Linked DNA regions of Salmo salar: region 1 is linked to region 2. A link is a contact called in public Hi-C data. All regions are on one chromosome and are shown on one strand. Each heading gives the region's core, a stretch centred on a gene start, on an enhancer-like site or on the middle of the called end of the contact. The rest is flanking DNA. Distances are from core to core; before and after follow the strand shown.

Region 1 (2,700 bases), core at 40-2,539, 150 kb after region 2:
AGCTGTGCAGTAAGTGAATCGGTGGTAATAAAGAGTCATTTCTCCATCCGATCAATTCCGCCCCTTCGGCTCAACCATCTTAGCATTTGTTTGTTATTCACCACATGGGAAGCCATCTCGTATGAGACATGGTTACTTTGTCCAGACAGAGTTGTCTTTTAACATGAATGAAAGCCACTGTCAGATGTGAGGGATCTTCTAATGAGGTTATAATCAGTCTAACCCGTCTGTCTGTCTGTATGTCTGCCCCCCCCCAGAGACTATGTAGACAGGTGAACGCAACACAAGGGAAGCGCAAAGGAAGCTCCCTATTGGAGGACTAGGTGGAGCTTCCACCATACTGATTACATCTATCCACTTCAGATCAACTAGAGGGCATCAAGGGACGAGGGAAGATCCACATTTTCTGGGTTTGGAATTTAGACCATGACAGTGTAGTCTGTAATGTAATGTATAATGGCCCACCTTGCTCTTGGTACTGATCTCACTGCTTTGGGAGCTGCTGCTGCTGTGACGCTTTTTGACCTTCCGGAACATTCTTCACCATGACGGCCAACACTCCACCAGCCCCCAGCAGACACCACTGTCTGGTGAAGACAAGGAGATTTTGTTGTGATGGTCCCAGCACTACACAGGGCAATCAATCCATGTGAATTGGCTTGTGGTCTACAGACACTAGAGAATGAGATGAACCCATCCACCAGTTGTGAAGGTGGTGGTGAGACATGTATTACAAAGTTATTACAAAGAATAGTAGTATTTACTTCCGAAATAAAAAATTATAATTTTGAAATATCGTTTTGAAATGGAATTCCATACATAAATATTGTGTGACATTATGAGACTAACTGCTGCCACACAGTGAATGCATAATATTCAAGTCCTGCATACTACCACTCCCACCGTCACAACTCAAGAGCTTTCTCCAACTTATTAAGAATCAACAGGCTGACACACGCGCGTCCCTGCAAATGGTGTCTGGAGTCGGCTGGCACTCAATGAAAGTCCATTGTCCCGAACTTTGTCAATGAATGCCCCGTGTAACGGAAACCTGTTGCTATGATAAACAATTTACCCCACCCACACCCTTATCGACGTATCCGCACACGCTCAAAAAAAAGGTTGAAATGATCGTGTATTTTTACAGAAAATGCCAAACGGGAGCACTACGCACAAACACACAGGGCATACCTCAGTTTGAAACTTGTTCTAGGCCAGTTTGGGGCTGTTTTGGGGTGTTGTTCATCAAAGGAGCAGGGCTGTGGCTCTTTCTGTGTAGGCGAGAGCGCGACTCGCATAGACACTTCACTTCCTCTGCAGTTCCACCCAACACCACATTAAAGGGGACGCAACTTAGTTATATTTCTATCAATATTGTCAACTTTGTTACTTTGTAACAAATAACGCGGCCGCTCCACCCACAGGTGCAATATTGTAACAAAGTATGAACATGAATTGATACTTTTGTTTCAGCTGCCACAAACACGAGTCTACGGTGTGATGTTGCTTTTTAAAACCGTGATTGAATTGAGCGCTAAAAACTAAAAGTTCTAAACCAATGTATATTCAGTATCTATCAATCAAAATATGAAAAGGTTTTCTAAGATGAGCAAATCATTTCATTATGTCGGAACTAAAAAGATGGCTTGAGTGTTCTTCGGTCTTATTTTGACGACATGTGTGCGCCAGACGGAAGTTCACACAAACATATGTCTGAAGGGAACTCTCAATGGAGAATATCATCATTATCCAGGTCATGTTTTTTTTTTTATATATAAATACTGTACTACTGCTATGAATGTACCACTGGAATACGTTACTTCTGCAGCATGGCTGTAAAACGTAAAGCAGATATGTCGGAAACCCACGGAGAAGTGCTGTGCCGAAAATCACCCCCCTGACAGAACCCCCCCTTCTAATTTCCTTAATTTTGTGGCTAGAGTCGAACAACTATGGCTGAATTATTATCCTTACACTTTCAAAAATCGTAGTCGAATAAGACATGGGAGAGATGACGAATTTTGGCAAAGAGATGTATTTATAGACTAATACAAATCAGTAGCGGATGTTGGTACGGGCGACATTGGCAGCCGCCCAGGGCGGCACTGGGCGGCCCCGGGTGCGGGCGCTGAAGGGGGGGGTTCGCCCAGCTACCACGCCGGGCACGTCCTTAGTGCAGCCATGATCGAGATTGCCGGAGATAAGGTAGGGAGTGGATTGAAGTATTGTGATGATTGAACTTCTTAATTTGTGTTTAGGTTTCCTCTGAAGTACACAACTGTACACAATATACTGTATGATGTGATATTGTTATTGTGTTACAGTTATTCTATTCTAATGCCTGTCTCTGGTAATCACAATGACAGTCCTCTGTGTTGGGGATGAATTATTCAACAACAACAATTCTCTCTCTCCCTAGCTGTATTCTCTCGCCAGGAGGACAGACATCTTAATGGCTGCCGAAATCCCCAGTGTCAAACCTGACATCCTCATCATATTATGTAACCAATAGTCAGTAAGCACGGTGATATTTTGTCCTTTACACATTGGCAGATGGGTTAAAACATTTCTCTCTCTCTCTCTCGTCCACATACGGCACGCACATCCAAGAAAAAAAATGGAGTGTGAGGCTCGCTTCTGTAACACGGTCCATGACATAGTGAACAGGGAAGCCCGCTGTCTCATATGGTTGTTATGTCC
Region 2 (2,700 bases), core at 101-2,600:
GTCCACGAGGAGGAGATGCACTGCAGTACTTAATGCAGCTGGTGGCCACACCAGATACTGACTTACTTTTGATTTTGACCCCCCCTTTGTTCAGGGACACATTATTCCATTTGTTAGTCACATGTCTGTGGAACTTGTTCAGTTTATATGTCTCAGTTGCTTAATCTTATGTTCATACAAATATTTACACATGTTAAGTTTGCTGAAAATAAACGCAGTTGACAGTGAGTGGACGTTTATTTTTTGGGCTGAGTTTAGATGCTGCTGTACACACCTCCAGGGCATCTCTGGAGGATACAGTTTGATATGGTTGTGACATACCAGTGACACAGCAGAGGAGCAGTGAGGCCCGCTGTTAGTGTGTGCGTGTGCTTGAGTACAACGTCAAAACAACTACTCACTATATTGTTTGATTGATAGGCACATATTGCAATAGTTATCAATGGACCACACCTTGTTACACAATTGGTGGGCTACGTCAGCCGTCTGACACGAATGGTGGTAGTCTAATCGCATTAAAACGTGAAGCGATTAGCCAGGAGACACTGTATCAATTTAATTGATTAAAGGGATGACGAATTAGGCCTACTCGGTTGAGAGGATTTTTCATTTGTAGACCAGCTTTGTCTGCTTGAGAAAAAAAAAATGGAGTGGTTAAGCTACAAGTTTCGCAACACTGACGCAGCCAAGCTGGAAATAGTGTTGAATTAATTTAACTTTCAATAAGCAAGGCCTATGTAACGTTATTATACGGTTGACAATCCAAAAACATTCAGTAATGCGCGAGGTAAAGCTAACCAATTCTCCAACCGCTTCATAAATGTAAAGAATATTAGTAAGTCTAAGAAATGTTACAATAATGCAACGATCTCTAGTGAATTAAAAGTCTCTGACGTTCTGATTTTAAGACAGCATTCAATCAGGTTATTTCAGCTAGCACGGTACGATGTAGCTCTCGAAAACTAGGCGGCATTCTGATCAGGGGCTAACTACAACGTAGCGAAGCTCACCACTTCCTACAGAAAACATGCTTCCTACAGTAACAAGTCAACGCCAAGGAGATAGAAACCAATTTAAATTCCCGACTTTTACCTGGTCTAGCGGAAGATTGATTATCTCGCTTATGGGCTGCAGTAAATTGGAGCCAGTGCAGGACGATGTCGTTTCGGTAGCCATGATTGAGTCCGTGAATCCGTGCTCCCCTTCACCGTCGCAGATTCACTCTCCTCCGCTGATAACGTGCTTTTGCTGCTGCGAAGGAGTACCAGGCTTGATGGTTGTCTTCTGCGTTCCAACACCACCAAAAGCCACAGTACCAACGACAACAAAGACAGTATGGGCGGAGGGATATATTCCCAGCCCCCCATGACATCTCTGGGCCTATGGTGTGGGGAAAGTGGTTTTAAATGACCAATCAGATTTGTGGGTGGAGCAGAAACGATGATGTACATTTTTCCAAACGAATCAAATGATGCCGATATCTCATGTGGACTCCTCCCATGCACATATGTGGCATTCCACTTGGAGAAGAGAATATGCATGTTTTTCGTTTTTATCCTTTTCCCTTTTTCTTTCTAAAAGTATAATGGATGTATATTATAGTCCAGTTGGGGTCGGTAATGCAACACATATTGGATACCAACCGCCGTTAAACTCCGAAGAAGAAGAGAAATTGTGCTTTCAAAACAACTCGGAACCTTCAAGTAAAAATGTGCGAACGATTTTTGCATAGAGCTTCTTATAGGTTTACTCCGATACTTTGCAAACATGAAACTCGGAGTTCATTGGTCCTTTCAAGACAACTTGGAAGTTCCGCAGTTGTCTTGAAAGCGGCCCAGTTTTCTGAGTTTCCAAGTGTGACATTTCCGAGTCTTGAGTTGTTTTGAGTACAGCGTTCCATTTTCTGCCTTCAGGATGAACGTTCAGCAGAACAATTTTACAAAAATTATTAAAATGTCTTACAGTATCAGGAAAATGTTTTTACTGTGTATCTTCTGCTTCCCCTCTGTTGTTGTCCCATTGAGCTTGGTTTAATTTTTGGATGACCATAAGAAACTATTACCTGCCAAAACTGGTTTCATTTACTTATTTGGAATCTGTTTTGTCTCCAGGGTGAAAGCAGGCTAAATTGAACATTTCAACTGCTACTGCTTTATTTGAGTGTAAACTACAGATTCAGTGTGTGATTTCCATCTGGTGGCCATTTTTAGACAAAAAAAAACAAATCAATACATTGCAACAATGCTGACAAATATGCCTGCATTGCACATCACATATGGCACATTCACCTTATATACCATAATTAAATTGCATTCTGCCCAGTGATGCTCTCCCCATAAACTGTGTAAGTGTTTATAATTGGACCCTCACTGAAAACAACAATATCGTCCAACGGGGTTATCACAAATTTGTTTCTGATGAATTGTACGTAATCTGAACTATTATTTTGGGTTGACAAGGTGATATGGGTATTTCTATATTTTTTTTCACCAGTTCAAGCAGGATTGAAATGACCATAATGGACTCTCTGGTAGCACTTAGTTTTATGATACAGAAATTACCAGGTATGTGGGTTACTTAGAAATTACATATTAAAAAGGCAATTACAACCTTAAGTATAACCTATGAATTATTTATTTCTCCACTTTCCTCTGTACTAGTGGATACATGTCCAACTGACAGTTAGCAACAGGAATGATT

The links. Hi-C and Micro-C count contacts between places; a contact is called where the count stands out from the background.
Region 1: a Hi-C map of gill shows a contact between it and region 2, with 3 times the contacts expected there. The contact joins the promoter of itgb1bp1 here to the promoter of mboat2a in region 2. A contact is called at or near these places in 2 of 3 Hi-C or Micro-C datasets (gill and muscle).

What each region holds. Positions count from the first base shown.
Region 1 is chrssa09:11,272,547-11,275,246 of Ssal_v3.1, forward strand. It overlaps itgb1bp1 (integrin beta 1 binding protein 1), which reads right to left and starts at 1,290. Exons shown (of 7, transcript NM_001141278.2): 1 at 1,192-1,290; 2 at 466-587. The coding sequence starts at 537.
Region 2 is chrssa09:11,125,847-11,128,546 of Ssal_v3.1, forward strand. It overlaps mboat2a (membrane bound O-acyltransferase domain containing 2a), which reads right to left and starts at 1,351. Exons shown (of 13, transcript XM_045723373.1): 1 at 1,093-1,351. The coding sequence starts at 1,176.